Regions from separate parts of the Gossypium arboreum genome. Here region 2 is linked to region 1. The links are chromatin contacts, called in public Hi-C maps. All regions are on one chromosome and are shown on one strand. Each heading gives the region's core, a stretch centred on a gene start, on an enhancer-like site or on the middle of the called end of the contact. The rest is flanking DNA. Distances are from core to core; before and after follow the strand shown.

What was found. Hi-C and Micro-C count contacts between places; a contact is called where the count stands out from the background.
Region 2: a Hi-C map of leaf shows a contact between it and region 1, with 3 times the contacts expected there. The contact joins the promoter of LOC108462622 here to the promoter of LOC108467433 in region 1. A contact is called at or near these places in 2 of 5 Hi-C or Micro-C datasets (both in leaf).

Annotation. Positions count from the first base shown.
Region 1 is chr8:74,328,956-74,335,517 of ASM2569848v2, reverse strand. It overlaps LOC108467433 (spermine synthase-like), which reads left to right and starts at 5,187. Exons shown (of 11, transcript XM_053017960.1): 1 at 5,187-5,521; 2 at 6,480-6,562. The coding sequence starts at 6,511.
Region 2 is chr8:74,897,589-74,904,165 of ASM2569848v2, reverse strand. LOC108462622 (probable protein phosphatase 2C 76) reads right to left here and starts at 2,610. Exons shown (of 10, transcript XM_053018441.1): 1 at 2,434-2,610; 2 at 2,040-2,314; 3 at 767-977; 4 at 1-13. The coding sequence starts at 867.

The DNA.
Region 1 (6,562 bases), core at 3,938-6,437:
CCAGCCGGTGAGCAGGAAGTATTTCAGGGTACTCTAGGAACTCAGCTACATGCGCCGCGTCGGGGTCTATGAACGACATGTTTGGCCAAGGATTATTGCGTATCACAATACGTCGCATCTGGTTCCCCATCGAAGACGTGTTAATGTTTCTATCGTCATTCACGTCTTCATCGTCAATATCATCGGGGACATCGTCCGCATCAGGATCACTATCACTATCGACCTTTTGATCACAAGGATCACTACTATCGTATCCATCATCACCAACCACATCAATATCGGGTGTAACATTAAGATTGATACCGATCCACGTATAGTCGATTCACTATCAACGTACGATATTGGAGCCACCACGCACGGTTTTTGAGCTCCATGTTCTTCACCATATGTAGTGAGATCTTTATTTTTCTCCATATCGGCTAACTCAGCAAATAAGTGAATCGGTGCATTTTTGTCACTTCCATTCCCACAGTAAAGAGCTATCATTGTCTCTATGTCTTCGTCGTCTACATGTTCCATTTCGGTGAATTTGATGGGATCTGTCAAAACTAGAAACTTGTAAAAAAGTTTTGAGATCCTTCTCCCACAACGTCTAACAATTTTTGCGCTAATCCTTCCCTTCATATCATCCAACGAGACATTTCTATTAAATCTCATTGCTATTTGTTGCCGACATTCAAATATGCATCCAACGGTTGTTGTTAAGATGATTCCATCGAAATAAACGCATACGAAAAACTGATTATCCATATTCAATACTCAATCTGTTAAAAAATAAATAAAATTTCTCAAAACAATTTCGAACAACAAATAAATTACTTAAATACAAAATTAATTAATCAATATGCAATTTTTTTCATTCATAAGCCTATACTTTTTCAGTTCTCATTTTGTACATGAATAACATTTATCTTTACATTTGACCACTTAAATTCAGTTTTACATTTTCTTCCATCTCCGATCCCGTATCTTCATCTGGAAAATTCTCTACAATCCAATTTAGAAATTCTTGATTCTCTTCATATTTATCTTCTACAATCCAATTTGGAAATTCCTCGGGATCTTCTGGCTCTTCAATCTTTATAATGGGTATTGAATATACAAGTTCTCTTGGTAATTTCCTAACAACTAATTTATCCATCCATGGTTTATCAAACACATTTTGATTCCCAGTTAACTTTCGTGAACCTATACTTTGTCTCGCTATTTTCCTTGCTCCATAAGAGATTATAAACTTCGTGAAGTTTATAGCTAGATTCCAATAGGTTCGTAGTACCGATGTCTTCCAAAGTTTGTCTAAAATGATTTGATGCTCCCGTTCTATTAATGTCCCTCAAAGGGTTAAGTATTGCACTTTATTGTTTCTAATCATTTAATGACCCTTCCACAACACTTTTTGCATCTTTCGATTTATGGTAATAAGGTGTTGAACAATGTCTTCTTCTGATTTCATTCTGTAATCTTGCACTTCTCTCATCATCTTATCAACTTTCTCCCTTTCTGCTAAAGTTATTATCTCATCAGGTAATACCAAATATGTTGCCATTTCTAACAATATGTATAACAAAAATATTTTCATTGTTATCACTAATTAACAATTACTTTATAATAGTTTTACTAACATAAAAACTTTCAAATATATTGAAAAAATTTAAAACATAACATTCACAATAAACACATAATTAATCTAAACACAAAAATTACTAACATATCACAATAAACAAAATAACTTTTAAAACAAAACATAAAAATAACACTAAACAAACTATATAATACTAACAAAATAATTTTTTCTTATCATAATCTATTCTATTTAAAAATCACAATAAAAAAATTACCTTTTCTTTTCTTTCTTCTCTTCTATTCTCCCTATCTTCTTCTGTAATTTTTATTTTCCAATCTGGTAGGAGCCGAATGGGGGAGCAGGGTGGAGATATACTGGAAGGGTGATGATACGATCCGCCTCGGGGATGAGTCGAGTCGTATGTGAAATGCCGATCGTCTATGAAAAAGTATTGTTCGGTTTGTTCAAAAGGATGTTTTTTTTAAGTAAATAATGCGGAAGCTATTCAAGGGGTTCAAAGGTAAGGTTTAAAATATGAATATTAAAGGAAGAATGGAAAGAAGGAACTCAAAAGCAAGCACGAACCAATACTAAAGAGTATTGACCCAATTGCTTATAGCCTTTTAAGGTGATTAAATGAAAGAAGGTAAACCTCGACCCACTACTTAGCAAAGTAGGAACCTTGGTATAGTTTTGAATGCCACACTATAAATAGTGATGAGTTCGGGATAAAAGAAAATAGGTTGATGCCACTAGGCTTCCTAGATAAGCCAACAAGTCTTCAATGAAATTAGGGAGAAAAGTATCTCACCAAATAGTTTTATTAATAAGAAACAATGATAAAAGTTCAACAACCTTTACAAATGAAAGTAAACAACTATTTATAGCCTAGTTTTTGGGGTAGCCGGATAGATATAGAACAATGCTTAAAGAATAAGTAAAATTCGGCTAGAAAATCCTAGAATAAACTAGAAGACAATCATTAAGTGACTAAGTCTAAATTCAACTACTTGGAACGCCAATGGGCATGTTTTGTGAAGAAGCAATTCGACTGAATGAATGTGAAGCATGGAAGCTTGACAGCCATGTCTAGATTCGGCTAAAAAGAGGATGAATGGAAGCCTTCATGCATGCTTTTTGGCCGAATGGTCACTTAGAAAATATCAACCAACATATGTCCATTGGTCTCCACGAAAAGGCATATGGGAAGAAGGAAAATTCAGCAACTCATTTAAGTCGTCCATCCATGGGAAACACTTTAATAAATGCTGTCCATGAACATGTCTTGGTCATGCACAAAACACCCACTTAAATTCTGCACATTAAATTCGTTTCTTGCCATGAACTTACAACAAATTAATGCATCAAGTAAACAACAATTAATTCGGCCATACATGCTTGCCACAAACAGCCTCTTTAATGGACACCCCTTGCATGCTGGACAAGTCCTTAAATTCGTCCCATGCTTGCTCCAACACCTCTTTAATTCGGTCAGCCATCATGCACCATAAATTCGGCTGGACAAAGTAGCAACATGAATTAAATTCAGCAAGACATTAAACCAGTAGCTCATTAAATTCGTCCCAAGGTCCAACAGTCATTGAATTTGGCTTCTTTAATGCTGATTCATTCATGTGCCTAAAACCAATTTAATGAAGCAAATTAATTCATGTTAAACACATTAAATTCGACACATTAAACCTGTAGCAAAGTTGAGACAATTTAAATTCATGGTTTTAATCACAAAACACATTAATAACATGTCTAAACAAGGACATATTTATGACCCACGTTTTAATGCTAGGACAACCATTAGATTCGGTTTAGACAAATAAATAGCAGCAGCTAATTAATTTGTCTTAAACTTGACATATTAAATTCATGTCCTAAACTAAGACACATTAAAAACTTTATTTAATTATGTATTGATTTAACAAATTAAAATGAGCTAATTATTTTAAGCTAACTAAATAAACCAACTTAATTATTTCAGCAAATTAAAATGCATGAAATTAAATAATTTCGAATCGAGCTCAATGAGCTTGCATCAAAACGAAATTAAATCGGTAACAAGCTGAATTGAGCTGGACGGAGCTCGGAGAGCTGGAAATGAGCTAGGATCAACTTGCCAACAGTGCAATGCTCGGCTTGGTAAGCTTGACCAAAGTAGTTTGTGGGGCGGGTTCGTATCCGGTGATGCCTGTCAAAAAGGCACCACTGGTGCTGCCTTTGACAGGCCCACCATTGGTGCCGCCTATGGCTATCCCACAACCGATCCTGCTTATGAGATGCCCTCGATCCATTATTTTATTATTATTATTTTTTCACTGTTTTCTACCCATTATTTAATATTTTTTTTAACTGTGTTTGTCAGAAAATTCAGTGTGGTGCCGCCTATGCACCACCCTCCATCACTTGAAGTATACCATTTTGGTAAAATATCTTGAAGGCAGTCTATTTTCATTTTTTTAAATATTATTATAGTAAAAAACCCCGTCGAAATGCATAGGACTTTTTAAGTGCATTTTTTTAAAATGATTATATATCAAATTACTATGTTGAATTTGGTTTCTTGGTATATGTTTGGTTTGTTGATGCTGTGTTTAAGATTTTATTTAAATTTTGGAATTTAATTCAATATTATGTGGATTGTTTTTATGCATAAATTTTACTTAAATAGCCTAATTTTGTTTTGTTGTGTTAGTGAGTGAGAATTATGGTGTTTTGAACTTATTTGATATGTCAAATGTTCATTAATGGTTATTATATATGTTTTTTCAATTTTTGATATGTTTGCGATGTTATTTGTATAACTTAAATTGTCAAATTTCTACATATTTTTTAGGCTAAGTTTAGGCATCTGGACTTTATACTTAAATATTAGTACATGGCTTTAAGTATTGATCCATGTCTGCATATATTGGTACATTGTGTCTTTGTATCGATACATGGACTTTGGAACCAAAATTGTTTTAAATTTCTGATACATGTATCGGTCCATAAAGACTAGATTTCAGCACTTATCCCTTGTTTTTGATGTTTTGAGCTGGAATTTTGTTCTAAAGATTGTTTTTATTGAGACTTTGTTTAATTATTAATGACACATGACATTTTTATAAACGTAATTTAATTGCATTGTATGTAAGTGAGTTTAATCAAATTGTCTTGTTATTAATGTAGCATCGTATATTCAATTGTCTTTCGAATCAGATATAAAGTGTTGCAAATAGTATATCAAAAATTGAATTTGTCTAGTTGAAATTTTTATAATAATTTTATTTTTCCCAACTTTTAATTAATTTAATGTGCAATCTAATGGATATCAAATTCAGCCATAAACATTATATATAATATAAATAAACCATTTTATTTTGTGGTTATATTAATCAACATTATTTTGAACTTGCTATTATTTTTTATCATTTTATCAAATATAATATTGGTTTACAAAGTTTAAATTCATAGCATATAAATGGTAGACCAAAACTCTATTCACTATCCAAACAAATCTTGATATACGAACTTCTAATTTAGTTTACTTAATTTATACCATTGGTGGTATACCAAATTTTTTGGTATACGAAGTTGGAATATAAGATATGCAATATTCTTTTCCTACTCCCACGCTGTGCCTCCTTTAGAAAAAGAATCTTATTTATGGCAATTGCTTTCCTATTTTTTATTTATTTTCGACCCGTTCTAATATTCTCTATAAGGGTGTACCAGTCATTGAAGAAAAAAGTAATACTGTTTTTGAATAAAGTAGGCAAGTTCAAAGATTTCATTAATCTTGCGCTGCGCGTGGTTATATAAACAAGGGCTCGGAAATGCCATTTTCATCAAAACAAAGCTGCCACAAATAGATTTTCGATACATCTTTTTTTCCCTTCTTCTTCTTTCCCATCCACGCTCGATATTTGAGACTTTCCAGATTGTTCAGAGTTACATTAACACCAGGCGTGATTTTCTTCTTCCTTTTAATATTTTTCTTTATTTTTCATTGGCTTTCTTTTTTATTGTTTAATATTATCACTGCCGTTGTGTTAGTTCTGACATTTTGCTTTTTATTTTTTGTTTATTTATTTCATTTCATTCAAAAAGCGGACGTTTATTATCGGTTTTAGGAGAGTCGTTGCTTTTGAATTCGCTTTTCTAAACCCTAATTCTTCAACTCAGAAAATTTCACGGGAAAGAATTGGAGCTTTGCGTTGGTTTTTCCCTTTATATATATTTCAAAAAATCCGTTTATTTCTGTAATAAAAGCGAAAAACCTGAGGTTAAAGTTGCTGTAATTGTTATTTAAAGAAAGTTTATTGCTAACTGTAAGTTCTAAGTTGGATTTGAAATTTTCATTTCTATTACCTAACTTAGTGGAAATTAGCTTGTTTTTTTTTCATCTTACTTTGATCTTCTAGAAGCGGCATTTATGTTTGTTCCTATTCCTTTTATTTATACAGCTTTCAATATTGATCATAGCTTTGAATTGTATAATATAATTTTCTCATCATAATCAATATAAAAATCCTCTGTGATAAATTTTTATACAGCTTTCAATGTTGATGATAGCTTTGAATTGTTATATTAAAAAGCGTTATTGGCCAGGAAATTCTACTTCAAAAGTCTTCTGCTATTTCACACTCCTTTCCTCTGCTTTTTCTTTTATTAATCTTTTTCCTCTTTGAGGCTTGTTATATTTTTAAAAAATGATAAATAATGTATGAACATACTGCTAGATGTACAAGAAAGCTGGTGCTTTTTTCATCTTGAACATTCTACAACAAACTTTCTTTCAGTGATAAAAAAAACTTTTTAAAATGTATTTTTTTTTTGAAAAAAAGATTTAATCTGCTCATGCATGCATATGTTAGTTCTGTTTCTATAAGCAGGGAACTTATGAATTGGTTTTGACATGTAGAGGCTGGAGCCGAAGAGGAAAAAGATAATCTATGGGGGAAGACGCAGGAAGAGGTTTGGAATGCCAGAAGATTATGGATGGGA
Region 2 (6,577 bases), core at 1,361-3,860, 570 kb before region 1:
TTTTCCATCTTCACTGCCAAATCAGACAAGAAACCAACCGTGTAAGTGTGATTTTAAATCTAATGTTAGCTAATTGCATCACTTGTACAAAATTACAGATAACAACTAGAAAGTATTTGAATGTCTCTTTAACATCTAAATCAACAAATAAAATGAAATTCATGCATGAAAAATGATGATACATTCAAAATGTATAAATTCAAGTAAGATGCATTGTTTATGTAAGGAACTTGAAGAGGAGAAAACTTGCGACAGTGCTGATTTTGGGAAGTAAAAGAAATTACAAAGAGAATAAAATTAATATTAACAATGATATTACAAGTCTTGCAAAGAAATAAAACAATATTTCCTTCTATTCCCTCATATTAGGGAACCAGGGTATGAAAGTAAAGACAAACTGATGAAAAGGAATTTACTAAAAAACCCATTTTCACTTATTCCATTATGAGACTAAGTGAATTTATGAGAGTACTAATATCAACACATGTAAAATTGACATTGTTAAATTTCTCAGATTGCATAAATAATCAGTAACTGACAGTAGCAACACAATATGTAGCTTTCAATCATTGGGAAACACATTAATTGAACCAAATATGGAAAGAAATTTTCATATCTGACCAAATAATTAAACCAGCATACAGTAAACTGCTAGCAACATTTATTCAGAAAAAAAATCATTTTTAAAAAATGAATCATGAGATTTGTATCTATATGATAAAAAGTAAAAACAACTATTTAAAACAAGTGGAACTCAGATATTTACCTTTTCCACCCTCCAGTAACATATCCGCCATCACCATCTTTCTCGGATATCATATCAACAATGGGACCCTGATTTGTTGATGCACCTGAATCAACCATCATCCTTGCACCCACCCAAAATTCACAGCTTCACGAAAACGTTAATCCAGCACAGGCATATAAACTCCTTCAAAAATCTTATAAAAGCACCCTTTTCGAGGTTAATATTTTTCCTATATGCCCAGTTAGAAGAAGGAAAAATGTTAATCAACGTATAGTGACATTGGATAAGCGATATTTATAGAAAGTTAAATGTAATCAACGATTATTTTCTCTTGAATCCAGTACAAGTAATATATTAAATGCAAAACTACTAAAATGTTAACTAAATAATATTTAACAGAACCTGTAAATAACGGTAAATCTTATCCTTTAAACAATCACACTCCTTGGATAACTGCTGCATACCATCTAAAATTCTCCACTTATGGCCTTAATTGCCAGATCTTCAAACCCACAACAACAAAACAATGCTGGGTAACAAATATCAGTCTGGCTACAAAATCAAAGTGCTTTAAATTGGAATTTTATATTTTGTACAAAATACAATGGTTCCCCGTTCATAAATCAACTAACACAAAATGAACTCTTACAATTTGCATAGGTTAAATAGCTTCCAAGAAAAATTCATTATTACACACTAGATTTGAATATACTAGCAATATATTTATGAACATGTTTATTATTCAAAAGTGACTTGATAACTTTAGACCAAATACATTACACGATTACAGAAAACCTAGGCTGCTCAGACTCTTCATTTTGTTTAAGTACTTGTGTATGTCACCATGTTTAACGCATAATAGGATATGGATATGAAAATATGATCATCCGAAGATCCTCCCAAGTACATACAAAAACTTGGCAAATAACATTTCCGTGTTTGACACATATGGTATCCGACTCTCAACGCCAAGTCCGATTATCATAGCACAATACATTACGATACAGGGGGAAAAAAACACTAGAACGCCACAAAAATAATAGGAATATAATACAAAAATAAAAATGCATTAAAAGTTATATAACACAATAAATTAAGGTATCAAAATTTATATATAAATATATAATATCATCATGAAAAATATAAAAAGACAACACGAGTACATGCATTGCCTATTCTGTCCATAAGTAGCAAGAATTAGCATCAGTAAGCTGAGATTCCATTTACAGATATAAGTTAAATCAGCATAGGTAGAAAGAAAATGAAAATCCGAGAGGAATCAAAATCTTACTTTTACATTTCAAAGCAATAGCCTCATTGTTTGAGCTGATAAATCAAACAACACAGAGGGAATTTTTTTTTTTAAAAAAAGAAAGAGAAAGAAAGAAAGAAAAAGGCAGCATTATCGATTAAATTTAAGCGGGACAACAAAAAAGAAAAGAAAAAGGGACCTCTGGTCGATAACTCCGGATAAAAGAACCGGATGGGATCCAGGTTGGAAGACGTGGAGGATGCCAATCAGAAATGGAGATGAGTAGGGACGGACAGCGTAGCGTGGAGTTTTCTCTGGAACAGGAAAACTGGTATGAGAAGAGAAGAGAATGTAAAAACCCTATAGGGAGAAAAGTGAATAGGAAGGAGAGAGGAGATTTGAAGAAAGCAGTAGAGATATTGTCGGTTGGCACCGAGGAGGAGAAGTGGCAACGTGGCACTCTTCATGCATCCACTTCTATTTTGGGAGCCTGATCTTCTGGTTGCGCTTGCTTGCGCTTAGAATTTGCGCTCTAATTTCTAAATTACTACTACTACAAAATACTAGTGGTATACCGAACCTTGGTATGTGGTTTGGTGATTTACCTTTTTTGTTTGTTTTTAACAGCTAAAATATAAAATAAAATAAGCAAATAATACCATAGAAAAACAATTTGTTCGAATATAAAAGTCAAATTTCAACGATGTTGAAGTGTATAAACGTCATGCATATGTTAAATACATATTTACTTTAATAATAATTTTATATATCAACACTTACCATTTTATATTGATAAAATTTTAATAATTATGTTATGTGTAAAAAAATTATAAAAATATCATTAGTAGAAAATTATAAATGTGTACGTGACAAAAAATTTCATCACTAAAAATAAAAAATTAAACAACTAGGAATAAGTCATTCATCGCTAATATATTAGATAATAATTTTAGTAAAGAACTGTTAAAATTATGGCAAAATAGTCCTAAATTTTGTAGTATTAAATTGAAAAATTCCAATAAATTTATTAGAGGAAAATCTATAATCTATACTAAATAAGATATAGAAGAATTTGATATAAAGATTAAGGAATTATTAGAAAAATGATTAATATAAAAAACTAATAGTCTACATTCATCTAACATTTATGGTTAGAAATCATGCGAAATAAAAAGAGGTAAAATTAGGATGGTCATTAATTATAAAAATTAAGTCAAAATATTATTTTTTATGGTTATTTTATTCAATAAAAGATGTATTAATTAATTAGGAAAACAAGCAAAATACTTAAATAAGTTTGACTATAAATCAAGATTTTGGCAAATCATGCTAACAAAAAATCTAAACCTTTAACAGTTTTTAGTGCACCTAATGGACATTACCAATGGAAAGTAATGCTATTTGGATTATATAATGCACCACAAATATTCCAAAGATGGATGAATTCTTTAATAAATATAAGAAATTATGTGTAGTTTGTATAGATGATTTTTTTATATTTTCATATACTCTAGAATTACATAGAAAGCATTTAAATATTAAAATATGTATGTTATATGAAAAACTAAAAGCGGATAAACCCTTTACTTTATTTAAAGAAAACTCGAAATTATAAAATTTAAAATCAAATCATTGATTCCAAAAGTTCATTCTTAAACAATGAGATAAATTAATTTTGGAAACAAATGAATCACAAAATTATTTGAAATGTATTTTAAAAGCTAAAACCATAAATAATGAAGAATTAATATCTGGATCTAGTTAGGAAAATTTAAACCAAATGAAATTAATTATGTCATATTTGAAAAATAATTATTAGCTATAAAGAAAGGAATGAAAAATTTCTTATATATTTAACACCTGAAAATTTTGTCATAAAAGCGATAATCGAGATAGTTAAATATTTTCTAACTAACAAAAGTTTAGAAACTGAACCAAGAAGAATTAGATGGTATATTAAATTATGTACTTTTAATTTTAAGGTTTTACATTTTAAAGACACACAATATTATTATTGACTATCTTAGCAGGCCTTATAGATAGAAGTAAACAACTCTTAAAAAAGTTGGTGAATAGCCTACAATTAATAAAAAGCCCAACAAAGGGATTACCTTAAAATCAAAATATCCTAATCAAGGATAATAAGACAACCAGTTGCAATTTCAACTGAATTATCAATTACACCACAATCGATAAGTCAACTACCATGGTCCCAAGATCCAAATTCAATATACCAAGCTATTATGTTGAAATTATTCGAGGGGTAGAAAATTTTTGTGTGATAGAAAATTTATTGAAACTACAACAAATACAATAAATAAAATATTTTTATAATCCATGTTTACCCTTAGAATTATATAATCTTATTAATGAAATATTGAAAAGCCCATATTACTAAGCAAAGAGTAAATATTAGAAGAGCTCTTACTATTTAACAATACTTAGTTGAAAAACAACTAAAGAATAAGAAGCTCATGATTTATTGTTAAAATCTATTTTATATTGTTATTGGGAAGAACTAGAAATTAGTTTTTAGATATTAAGAAGATAAATAATCTTTTTATATATCTCAGTATTTTATTAACAAGGAACAACTAATCCTATTATAAATAAAATATTTAAATTATGTTTATATAATAAGCCTAGAATTATCCTACCTACAAAAATATTTTCTAAAATTGATAGAGCTATTTGCAATCAACAAGCTCAGTTTCAAAAAGCCTTTCCTAAACATTTGTCACAAACTTATGTTTTTACAAATTATTTAGACAAAAAAATCCCTACTATAAAATTTAGGCTTGATCATGAACCATTTGATATAAGTCATATTGAATGGGGTTTTGTTCAAGAAAAAATAATTCAAAATTTTTCTATTCATTTATTAAAAGATTTTCCAACATTTATTAAATCTTCGTCATTACGTATGAAATATGAAGATGACTTCTTTTATTATTTTCATCTTGAAATTTGCAGTCTTATTGGTATAGTTAAATGAGAAAATTAAAGAGCACTTGGCAAAATATGTTGACAAATGTTATAATAATCCTATTTATTATCAATTCCAAGAAGGAATTGATCTAATCACCAAAGCCCATAATCTACTTCAACAAAAAACTTATAAATTTTGGACTGATGGTCGAAGAATAATGACATATGATACTGGAAATAATCAAGAAAAGATAAATGAAGAATCCATTCAACTACTAAAAAACATAGCTGAAATGGAGATTGATGATTTCTCATCCCATATAATTGAAGATATTAAAAATACATGGGAAAGCTAGAACTCACCTGAATTGTCAATCGGTTCATTAAATTTAGATGAAATTGAAGAATTGAATCCGGATAATATCCAAGAAACTTGACAAAAAAAATAGAGGATATTGTCCATATTCATTTCTTCAATTTCATCTAAATTTAATGAATCAGTTGACAATTCTGTTCAGTTCCAGAATTCCCATGTATTTTGATGTCTTCAATTAAACTATTAAAACCTTTAGGCAATCACTTTCTACTAGAATTATCCTACCTTCATAAATATTTCCTAAACTTGATGGAACTATTTGTAACCAGTAAACTTATTTTCAAAAAGCCTTTTCCAAATATTTTTAGCAAGCTTATGTTTTTACAAATTATTTAGATGAAAAATTTCCTACAATAAAATTTAATTTTAATCATTAACCATTTGATATAAGTCATATTGAATGGGGTTTGGTTAAAGAAATAATAGTTTAAAATTTTATTTTCATTTATTAAAAGATTTTCTAGCATTTATTAAACCTATGTTATTATGTATGGTATATGAAGATGACTTCTTTTATTATTTTTATCATGAAATTTGTTGTAACAGCCTAATTTTTAGTGGTGACGGAACAGTGATTTCGGGACCACAAATTTCTGTCGTGTCAGCTCATAATTATTATTTTTAGAATATTTTTAGAGTTATTAAAATCATATTAAAATTTGGTTTGAAAATATTAACGTTTAGATAGTTAATTAAAAGAAAATGACTAAATTGAAAATGGTGCAAAAATTTAGTAAATCTTGAATGGCATAGATTTAATAGCTTATTTATGAAATAAAAGAGACTTAAATAATAATTATCCCATATGATTATTAATGGACCATAAATGGTTTTAAATGGTGTTTTAAAAGGTTTTAATTAAGGGATAATTAAGTAATTTAATAAATAAACTAAAATTTAATAAAACAAAATTCAAAATCATCATTTTTTCATCTTCTTGCCGAAAAACCTAGTCTATTTCCACCATTTTTGAATCTTTACATTTGACTAGCATTGGAAGCTTGCATGTAAGTCCGTTTACTTTCGTTTTAATTCCGTTTATTGTAATTTTTATATTTTTGAGATCGTTGCAACTAGGTCCAGCTAGCCCGTATCCCTGTTTTCAATTCTATTAAAATTTTTGTAAGTTTCCATTAATGAATATTGAATGTTCTTGATAAATACCATGTATTGGGAGATTTGGTTTTGTTATTTGATGATTTTGTAAAGTGATTTTTGTTAAAATTTGATTTTAGGATTAAATTATGAAAATGTCAAAATATTAGGGTTTGAT